Regions from separate parts of the Gossypium arboreum genome. Here region 1 is linked to region 2. The links are chromatin contacts, called in public Hi-C maps. All regions are on one chromosome and are shown on one strand. Each heading gives the region's core, a stretch centred on a gene start, on an enhancer-like site or on the middle of the called end of the contact. The rest is flanking DNA. Distances are from core to core; before and after follow the strand shown. Region 1 holds the start of LOC108461628 (beta-glucosidase 18-like). Region 2 holds the start of LOC108464145 (H/ACA ribonucleoprotein complex non-core subunit NAF1-like).

Evidence for each region. A called contact is a pair of places that touch in the nucleus more often than the background predicts.
Region 1: a contact with region 2 is called in a Hi-C map of leaf, with 2.1 times the contacts expected there. The contact joins the promoter of LOC108461628 here to the promoter of LOC108464145 in region 2. A contact is called at or near these places in 2 of 5 Hi-C or Micro-C datasets (both in leaf).

The regions. Positions count from the first base shown.
Region 1 is chr13:112,922,066-112,928,306 of ASM2569848v2, forward strand. LOC108461628 (beta-glucosidase 18-like) reads left to right here and starts at 4,722. Exons shown (of 12, transcript XM_017761528.2): 1 at 4,722-5,054; 2 at 5,139-5,205; 3 at 5,290-5,348; 4 at 5,455-5,530; 5 at 5,605-5,679; 6 at 5,763-5,850; 7 at 5,950-6,202. The coding sequence starts at 4,890.
Region 2 is chr13:112,704,325-112,709,870 of ASM2569848v2, forward strand. It overlaps LOC108464145 (H/ACA ribonucleoprotein complex non-core subunit NAF1-like), which reads left to right and starts at 3,107. Exons shown (of 3, transcript XM_017764264.2): 1 at 3,107-4,139; 2 at 4,865-4,942; 3 at 5,096-5,546. The coding sequence starts at 3,285.

The sequences.
Region 1 (6,241 bases), core at 3,472-5,971, 220 kb after region 2:
TGTGAAATTTTCGTTTAGAAATTTTATCATTTGATTAGTCAATTTGATAAAAAGGACTAAATCGCGTAAAGTGTAAAAGTGATGTTCTAATAGCTAAAGGTATTACATAGCTATAGAACCTTAAAGTAAGAGTCATTAAGTGGTAATTAGACCATTTCAATTGTGAATGGACAATTATAGGATTAAAATGGATGTTTAATATGATTATATAATAAGGTTAATTTTGTAATTTGGTAATTAAGGTAAGTTAAATAAAATAAAAACAAAACATCATCATCTTTTCACCATTTTCAACCGAAAGTTAAAGAGAAAGAAGCCATTCTTATTTTCAACATTCGGTAACCCTAATCTCTTCAATTAGATATGAATTTTTAACCCCTTTTTAATTATTTCTATGTTTTTGAGATCGTTGCAACTAGGTTTAGCTAGCCCAGGGACTATTTTGCAAAATTTTTAAAGATTTTAGATATTTCCATTTATGATTACATGATTATTTTGATGTTTAATGATAGATTATGAATGTTTGATGATAGTTATACAAGTTTTGTTAAGTGATATTTAGTGAAAATGTAAATTAGGGATTAAATTGTGAAATGTGGAAACTTTGTGGTTAAAATGTGAAATAAATGAAAAATTGGGCTGATAGGGAACTAATTGTAATTTGGCTAGCATGGGTTGTGGTTAAATTGCATGAATTTGTGTTTTAATGAAATAAGAACTAAATTGTAAAAATGTGAAACATTAGGGGCAAATATGTAAAAATGCCTTAACGTGAATTTTGGATTAAATTGAATAAATTGATAATTAAATAAGTTAAATTTGATGTTATATAGATCAAGAACAGTGAAATATGAACTTCAATCGAGGAAAGAACAAGGTTGTGGGTTGATCAACTCGTTTTGCTCTTTTTGTATCCGAGGTAAGTTCTTATAGTTAAAATTTAATGTTTATTTTATTAAATTATGAATAGTATTATGTATTTATTCATATCTATTGTTGAAAATAAAATTATTGTTGAATTATGAAATTGAATTAAATGTTCAAAACAAGTACAATGCAGGATTGAGTACAACCGTTTTATAGCAAAAGGTGAATTGAACGTAAGACCATGGTTGAACCATGGAAGTATTTATATGTAAGACCATAGCTGGGCTATGGCATTTTAATGAAAAGACCATAACTAGGTTATGGCACCTTAAACGTAAGATCATGGTTGGACCATGGCGGTATTTATATGTAAGACCATAGCTGAGCTATGGCATTCTGATGATAAGACCATAACTGGGTTTATGGCACTATGAATGTAAGAACATGGCAGGGCCCTGGCAATACACGTGTAAGACTATAATTGGACTATGGCACAAGAAAAATGATGTACTCATATATGTAAGCCGTTCTTCGATTCGGAAAGACTTGGTAAGTGACATATGAAATTAATATTGAAATACTTATGGTTATTATTAGAATTTATCTGAAACAAGAATATCCATCGATATTTAAACAATTCAACAGGTATGTTGAAGATGTGAAATGTGAGAAATAGATACGCATCGATACAGGTATGTACGGAAAACTATATAAGCATCGGATATATGAAAGTTGTGAATACATGGTTAGTTAGTTGATTGAAAACATAATAACATTGTGGTTAAATGTTTTGTAGCATGTTATATTTATAATTTGAATAGTTAATAAGTGACAAGTATTGCTTATTATTTTCATACGAGCTTACTATGCTATAAGCTTACTTTGTTTATTTTTCATGTTTTATAGTGATTTCAAAGCTAGCTTGGATTCGATGATCGTCAGAGACTTCATCACACTATCAAGCTATTATTTTGGTACTTTTGAATCTATGTTTTGGAATATATGGCATGTATAGGAACTTTAGTCACTTTGGTATATAAGTTGATAATGAATTTAGCCATTTGGTTTGGCTTGTAAATGTCTATGGTTTGGTTTGTATATATAGTCATGAAAGTTGGCTTAATTTGGTTGGTTTGGTTGTATATAAATGTATGTGTGCATATGGTTTATTTCATGTGATTGAGGTTGGCTTTGTGATGGTTATTGATAATAGGTATTGTGGATGATATTAGAGAAGATATATATATATATATATATATATATATATATATATATATATATGTAAATTTTAAGCCAAATGATGCATGTTTGAAATTGTTTAATTAGTTGATATGTATAGGTGAATTTGGTATAAATGGATTGGCCTATTTTGTGACTTGAGTGTTTTTTGGATAATGATTTTGAGTTAGCATGAATTAGGCTTGATTGAGTTGGTATAAATGCTTATATATGCTATATTTTGTGCCATTTGAGTTTGGTGTAGGTACATGAAATTTGGGTGGCAAAATGGCCACACGGGTAGAGACAAGGGAGCGTGTCTTAGCCTTGTGTGACACACGGTTATGTTGTATGGTCGTGTGTCCCTTGGTGTTGAATTGAAAACCAAATTAGTATGCTCCACACGGTCTTACACACGGGCGTGTGACTTGGCCGTGTGGCCTAAGTTAGTAAGCCCTACAGGTTTGACACGGCCTAGCACACAGCCTGGCACACGGGTGTATATGGACATTTTTAGGGCACACAAGCTAGCCACACGGGCATGTGTGTTGGCTGTGTGACGCAAGTCAGAGAGTTACACAGGGTAGGACATGGGCTGGGACACGACCATGTGCTCTCATTTCGAATGTCCATACGGCCTACGACACGGGCATGTCTTTTGTCGTGTGAGAGACACGGCTGGGCCACACGGGCATGTCTTCCCTATTTTTGGCAAAGAATTTCTAAGTGTTTTAAAAATTTCCTGAGTTCTCGGTTTAGTCTCGAATCACCTGAATGTATGTTTAGGGCCTTATAGGCTCATTTTAGGGACAATGTGAATGTTGTTGATTGATGAATATATACTAAATTTGTAAATGTATGTGAAATGCATGTGTTATTGTACAATATGTTTGGTAATGCTCCATAACCCTATTCTGGCATTGAATACGGGTGAAGGGTGTTACAAATAAGCTTTTTAAGTATACCGGGAAAGCCTAATTTTTTATATCAATTTGTGGCTGATCACTCCTCAATTCGTTCTTTCAAAGTAGACATCATAGTCTCGAGAGCATCGTCCCTTATTGTCAACTTATCCATAGTGGAATTGAGCACCCCTTGCATTGCTTCCACATTGGAACCGAAAATCTCCACCATCAATTCCTTGAGCTACTATTTCATTGAGTCTAACTCTATGGTGGTCCCTCAACTACCTCTAGTGTTTCCTTGATATCACCTAAGGATTCCTTAAGATTGGTCTCCAGACCTTCAAAAGCTAACAACATATCCCTCTACTCAACATGCTCATCTACTCATTTTGTCATCTCAATTGATGCCTTACTGAGCACTAGCTCAAATACCAACTATCATGAGGCTAGAACTTAAGCCTCGCAAACCGCACGACATTAGGTAGAAACTTAGCTTCAAGTCTGCATAAGTCAGTCTAACTCTAGAAAGATAAGAGTTCTCAACAAAAATTCTCTGAGGCACCGAAATAAAGCAAAAGCAAACTCTCAATCGAAAAAGCAAAAAGTGAACAGAAAAGCCAAAAGAAAACTAATAACACCTAGTTTGAGTAAATGCTCTTAAAGTGTTTCTAGTACATTAAAGAATTACACCTGAATGATTACAAAGGAGGGAGAATACCTCTATTTATAGTTGAACTCCCAAAAACCCAATAGTACAATTTAAATTACATCAACGGTCGAGATCAAAGCCTTTCTGCAATATGAGTCTTAAGGGATTTTAACTTTATACAATCTTATCTCTTAGGATTACAAATATTCATCATGGTAACTCTAGTTTTACTAAAGTATTACACTAGATTACCAAGGGTTCAAGTAGATGGATTTCTCCACATGTTCCACAAATCGGGTTAGTTCAAATGGGTCAAATAGGCCTCATGTAATCAGTAGACCTCCATGAGATGTTCTATGTGCATTTGTCACATATTTCAATCCGCGGCCCGTGACACTAGATGTTCGTGTCAAAATAAGAAATTTTGTTTTCTCAAAACCTTGATCGATTCGTTGAATTCAAAAAAATATATTTTGTTATTTAAAATATTTTTATGTTAATATCGATATTAATATAATAATTAATTTAAATTGAACAATAATAAATTATATGAATTTGATTATAATTAATTTATATATAAAATATAATTCGAAATCCAAGAAGAAAATTATCGTATCCAAATCGTACCTAACCCTGGACTTACAAAATCAGGAGAGACACTAAAACAAAACCAGACTGATTCTCAAAATCTTTTTAATCCAAACTGGGACATTGAGACTAAATGTAGTAATTATATTGTCAATTTCATGATCATACTTTTTTAATAGATTGCCCCTTTCTTTCCAATCTTCACCCACCAAAATTAAGTAAGAATATGAGTAGCCGTTGATTGGCTCTACACAAGAAATTTCCAGTTCCAAATAGAGTTAAATAAACCAGATTAAATAATTTTATGATTTTCAGTTTAATTACTTCACTCCATTGATTCATTTAAATCAAATATTTAAATAAATATTAAATATAGCGAATAATTAACTTCAATAATACTAGTATAGAGGAGCAATTAGAGAATTGTTTTAATAAGAAAAATTGGATTTTTTTAGATTAGGACAGGAACTGCTTCCGACCCTATACCAATAATATACTACAAATAAAAGGCTTATGCGCATGGGCCACTTGTTTAGCAGTAATTGCAACTTTGCGAATTTGTGATTGTCCTTTTATGGTTATTGACCAATAATTCCCAAGTTTTGCTGTAGATTCTGTTTCTGCTTTCTGCTTTCTGCTGTTGTTGTTGTTTTCTCTCTAAGATGCCTGTTAATGTCATAATCCACGTCTCTTTGATTTTTTTTGTTGTATATCTACTTGTTTCTTCTACTTCTAATGCTGAAGGTTTTGAGATCGAAAGCCAAGATGTTAGAAGATCTGAATTCCCAGATAACTTTCTCTTTGGTACAGCTGTTTCTTCATACCAGGCATGCTAAGCAAGCTTTGGATATTCTTCAATGGCTATTAGCAGTGTGTTTGTCTTTTTTTACTTCTTGGTTTTCATGGTATAGGTTGAAGGAGGATATCTTGAAGATGGAAAAGGCCTAAGCAACTGGGATGTTTTCACTCATATTCCAGGTAAACAGGAACTTTGAGGTTGCAGATATCATGGAATTTAGCACACATGTTTGAAGCTTAACTATTTGATCAAATGTTTGTCAGGAAACATTAAAAACAATGAGAATGGAGATGATGCAGATGATGATTACCATCTGTTCTTGGTATTGTCTCACTGATAAATTCATTCTTTGTTACTGATTTCAGTCTTTAGATATATGATAAAACAAAAGGTTTGATTGTTGCTTTGTTTTATGTATAATTTACCAGGTAGATGCTGAGATTGCACAATCACTTGGGGTGAATGCATATCGGTTTTCGATTTCATGGGCTAGAATTCTACCTAGTATGGCTTCCAAAACCCAGAAACTTACTTGATTTAGATTATAACAATTCTAACATCCCTCGATGATGGAACAGGAGGAAGGTTTGGTGAAGTTAATCCAGGTGGAATCAAGTTCTATAACAAAATTATAGACAACCTCTTGCTCAGGGGTAAGAGGATAAAATTAGGATAAAATTGTATCTTGAGATTCTTGAGAATGATGTAATGTGATTAAGCAAATTCCAAAAAGCAGGAATTGAACCATTTCTGACAATACACCATTTTGATCTTCCACAAGAACTGGAGGATAGATATGGGGCTTGGCTCAGTCCACTAATGCAGTAATTTCTCCTGTCATTCAAGTTGTTCCATATTAGCCAAATGTTTTTGCTGTGAAGTAATCATGTTGTTAAGTTGCCTAATTTTCAGTTCTTTTTTAGGGATGATTTTCTTCTTTTGGCCGAAACCTGTTTCAAGAGCTTTGGCGATAGAGTTAAGTACTGGACAACTATCAATGAGCCTAATATGTTTGCAGAAATGTCATATGTTAGGGGACTTTATCCACCTGCTCATTGTTCTCCACCTTTCGGAAATTGTTCAGTTGGCAATGCAGACATTGAGCCTCTTATAGTTGTTCACAACATGTTATTAGCCCATGGCAAGGCTGTTAAGCTATACCGAGAACGATTTCAGGTTAAGGAACGAGATTCCGTATATGTTTATAGCTTGACC
Region 2 (5,546 bases), core at 1,857-4,356:
CGATTCTAATTTCTGATGGTGGGTTACTCTGAGTCCGGACCACTCCTGACTGCTTTTTTCGTAACTTTGTTTCCTTGCGATTGACTCTCGCAGTATTCTCTATTTTCGAATCAAACGCAAGAGTACCTGGAGCAGATCTAGTCATAAGAAACAAAGAACAAGATTAGTACGTTATCGATCCCTGACAACAGTGCCAAAATTTGATTCGATCGCTGAGAGCACCAAAAATATTCTATCCCTATAAAATATTAAAAATAAAAAATAATTGTATAAGGGAAGTAGGGTCAAATCCTCAGGGACTGGATTTGCACAATCGCTTGTTCCTCGAAATGCTGATCAGAATCATGCCCAAGAAAACCTGCGTACCTGAAAAAAATTAAAAAAAACAGAATTAAAAGTTTTTATCTGGAAAAATAAAATAAAAAGAAAATTAAAAATTTTGATTGAAATTTCAAAAATTAAAATTAAAATAATAGAAATAAATAGAGTTCAAGAAAATGTGTTTTTATAGAGAGATTCCAGCCTTCGATTGTCTCAATCTACCTTGGGTTCAATCCTAAGCTTTTAAGTGATCCTTCTTAAACAGAATAAGCCAGTTATAGTGGAAGAGGACGCCTACAACCACCAGCTCCAAGAATTTAGACTTAACCTGACTCTAGCCAACAATCACTTCTGTGGGATCATCTTATGCTAGATCATCACTTCTCAATGGCAAATCCCACGCCATTTTATCTCTTGGGCTCACCAACCTCTGACGCAGTAAGCTAACGAACCGACTGTGCAACCTTCCCAAGACTTACAAAGCAGCCACCTTTGCACACGTTGAAAAGATCACCTTTTAAAGGACATGGACGGAAGCGTCAACCCCGTAATGCGGAGAAGCGATGAATATTCGTCGAGAAGGCTAAGTACGGATTCTAAGCCTCAAGAACCCTTTTTGGTGAATTTTGACAACCTTCAGCTAGATAGATTTAGTGACTCATGATTTTTGGGGAAAAAATATACTGAAAATGGAATTTTTATTGGAAAAATATGGAAAGAACAAAAAGGCTAAACTTATGGGGGGAGAGAATGTTTACAGAAGAAGATGGACGAAATTTGTGTCACTTCATCCCCTATTTATAGTCCTAAGAAACCTAGCCTATTCCTAATTAAATTCTAAAAAATAAATACAAATAAATAAAGATAATTAAAGATAAATGAAAATAAATCCTAAAATTAAATCTAAATAATTATCCTTAATAATTATCCTAATATAATTAAACATTAAATAGAGTCTTGTGCTATAAAATCTCTTCTTTTGCACTTTTGCCCTTATGTCTTCCATACTTGCATTTTTGGCACCACCTTTTTCCTTATGTCGCATGTTGGCCCATTTCTTCAAGTTTGCACTTTTTGCCCTTAAATTTCCTTTTGCCTCCATTTTGGTGCCTGAAAAATAAAAGACCATAAATAGCTCAAATTAGTAGGGTCATACTCAAAATAAACATACAATTAACACATAAAAATATGTCGTTCTAGAGTATTATCAGAAATAATAATATATAGTGCCACCCACGACTTATAGTTCCATTGTTAATAGCATTTAACTGCTCAGTGATCAAAATGTAATAAACCAATAACATGAGTGATCATATTGTAACTTTTAAGATGTAATATAAATCATTTGTATAGTTTACACTATTCTTTTTTTTTAATCTACTATACTAAACAACTTTGTTTCGAAGGAATATATCTTTGTTTTAAATATGTCAAAGTTCTTTGTACTATTTTTGAAATTTAAAACTTAATTTCTATATTTTAATTTTAAGAAATTGAATCTTTATGACTTTTTATTTGAAAATCTTGATCCCTTTGTCTAATTTTTCCGTTAGTGGTTGTTATAAAAAGATCAAATAGCATTTTTAGCCCTTAATATTTACAATTTTTTTGTTAATTTAGTCCTTACCCTTTAAAAGTTATTATTTTTCCATATTTTGTCAATATGGAAAAAAATATTTAAAATTTTAAAAATAACTTTTCCATATTTTAGATAAAAACATAAAAACTATATATATTAAAATAAATCTAAAATTATGAAAGAAATAAAATTTATTTAAAATTCAAAAATAAATTTAAATATTTAAAAAATTCAAAATTGAATGTTGTGTAAACTAGACCAAACCGTTCGGTCAAACTAGTTGGCCCATAATTGACTAAGATATCGATCTAGTGAGAGATAAAAACCATGAACTGACACAAATTGGTTTGAATCGAATTCTGGTTGAATCTATCGTTGAACCAATTTTTTATAGTTTTTAATATTTTTATTTTTAATTTTTTAATAATTTATTTATTTTGAACTAATCAAACCGTTTGAACTGAGAACCGATTGGTTTGACCAGTTCAACTGCTATTTCTGGTTCCAAAAATATTGCCAAAATTTCAAAAAAAAAATGTTATTTACTACTTGAATAGTAATAAGAGGTATTCATGGTTTGTGTAACCCAACCAGACTAAGCAAGTAAATTTTTTTTGAAACTTGGCAATGTTTTTGAAACTAACAGTCTAATCAGTTTAAAGTAAATAAAATATTAAAAATAAAAATATTAAAAATTGATAAAAATCAGTTCAATTGTCGATTCAACTAGTCCATATTGATAGATCAATCGATTTTTTATCTCTCACTAGACCGATATCCCAATCAATTCTTAATCTAACTAGTCCATTCCGATTTAGGTCACATTGAATTTTGGGATTTGTATATATTTAAAATAACTTTTATTTTTTAATTTTAAATATTTTATATTTTCATAATTTTAGTTTTTAAAATATATTTTTTAATTCTTATATTTTTATTTAAAATATGGAAAATATTAATTTTAAATTTTTATTTACTTTAAAAGATAATGATCAAATTGACAAAAACTATAAACATTGAAAGATAAAGATATTATTTTATCTTTTATAACAGCTACTAACGAAAAAATTAGATAGAGAGACTAAGATTTTAAATAAAAATTTAAAAATTTAATATTTTAAAATTAAAGTATAAAGACTAAATTTTAAATTTATTAAGAGTAGGTTTGACAAACTTAAACATTTTCTTTCTAAAATCCCCTGCATTAAACAACGTCGTTTCGGTGGAATATGCGTGTACGTCTATGCGTCTTCTAAACCCTTATGTAAAACCCTAACTCTGCCACTCATTTTCTTTCCTATTATCATTCTTCCGTTTTCTCTATTTCCATTAGAATAGCAGAAAAATAAAGTATTTGGGGCGTTCTCTCTTTAATTTTATTTTAATGTTCAGCGATAATTTAAAGGAGTGGTTTGAAGGTTTCCCAGATTTAGATAGGATTGAGTTAGAAGAGAGTGTATTTGCCGATATTGATAACAGTATGGAGATTGGTAAAGAAGATAAATTTGACAAAACCCATGTAAGCGAGCTTGGCTTTAATGGGTCTGAGTCAGATTTTGATGGGTTCAAACCAATTGTTCATGGGTCTGCGCTGGTTGAAGGTGAGCCGGGCCGTGCAGTGAAGGTAGAAGAAGATACGTCAAAACCAGAAAGCAATCTGAATTTATCTATTGAGGAATCAAAAGCAGAAGATTTTGATGGGCTCAAGCCAATTGTTTGTGGGTCTGAGCCGGTTAGAGGTGAGTCAGGCTGTATGGTGAAGGTGGAAGAAGAGTCAAAACCAGAAGGGAATCTGAGTTTACCTATTGAAGAAGTGATTGGAAACGTTAGTTTGGTTGACGGATTAGAGAGTGGAAGTAGTAGTTCAGAGTCTGACAGTGAATGTTCTTCTTCTTCATCATCTTCTAGTAGTAGCAGTGATGATGATAATGACGAGGATGAGGAGGAGGAGGGCGAAGACGAAGAGGAAGAGGATAAAGAAAAAGTGAAGGGGGAGGCTAAAAATATGGATGGTGCAGATGAACTTGAAGAAGGTGAGATAATAGGTATTAATGAAGAGGTGGCCGTTGATGGAACTGACAGTGATGATGATGACGAGGAGGAGGAGGAGGATGATGATGAAGAGGACGGAACAGATGAAATCCTTAGTGCGTTAGATATTGAACTTGATGAGGTAGATGATGAGGAGGAAGATGCTGGTGCTTTGAGAGGTCCCATCAAGTCTAAGAATGAAGTTGAGGTAAAATTGTAGCTTTGGTTATATCTTTTAGAAGTTCCTTTTGTGCTTCTATTATATTCCTTATTGTTGTGTATTCATGTCATGTTTGTGTACTTTGTTAGATCATAATCGTGGTATCTTATCTTTATATGATTTTTTATATTTTAGTATTTGTTATATTGATTTTGAGATATTCATGTGTATTTGTATCATGTTTGTGTGCTTTTTATGTCTAATATTTCCAAGTCAAGCTGTAACGTGTTTCTTTCTGTTGTTTATTGGAGTAGTCTATAATAAGAGATAAAATCATTCTGTACTGAACTTTTGCTTGTTCAAAGATGTTTTGACATGCTTTTGGATGGAAGTTATTGTTTTTTGCTCTGCTGAGATTGCGGATTAAGTTCCACATGATGAAACCATGTCATATCTCTTCAATTTAATTGAGTCTGGCTCGTAGTGGATCTTTGCATCCATGTACTTTGATGTGGTAATCTTATATTAACCTTGTTTGCAATTGGAGCCCTATTTGGCTAACTTTGGCTGTATATTTTTAACCCATCCAAGCTCATGACCATTAGACTTTATTGCACTCTGATTCTTGCTTGATAGAGATCAGGCGTTTCATCGCACTCTAATCCTCTCTTGTCAACCGCAGAAACCTATATCTAGAATTCTCTCTCATGCACTCTTTAGTTCTGAACTATATGATTAAAGTAGTGCATAATAAATGCTGTTAAATTTGGTAGGTTCTTCCCCAAGTTCCACCACTGGATGTTGAACTGCAACCCCATCATCAGATGCTGCCTGTTGGAGTTGTTTTGTCGGTAAGGGCAAGTTGGAACCTCTGTTGCAAATAACAAAGGCCAAACCTTAAATTTTTATTTGAATTTTGTTAAACAATCACATAGCTATGTTCTCAGAGCTTGGTGATCTTTAATCACGAGGTTTGTCTAATGATGTTCCTTTCATTACTACAGGTGATTAGTACCAAAGTTATTGTTGAAGGAAGAGAGCAGCACAATCCTCTGAATGAAGGTTCGATTCTTTGGATTACTGCAGACAGATCTCCATTGGGATTTGTGGATGAAATCTTTGGACCTGTAAAGAACCCATATTATGTCGTACGATATAATTCTGAGAGTGAAGTCCCTGCTGGGATCCATGAAGGCACTTCTATCTCTTTTGTCCCTGAATTTGCTAATCATGTTCTCAATGAAAAGAATCTTCACAAGAAAGGATATGATGCATCCGGTGAGAATGATGAGGAGTTATCAGATGATGCTGAGTTTTCAGATGATGAAAAGGAGGCCGAGTACAGGAGGATGCAAAAAATGACAAAGAGAGCCATGAATGACCAGAGAGTGGGAAACCGGAAAAGCAATAAAAAGAAAAATAAGAGTAAGAATGGATGTTGGAAAACTGATAAGA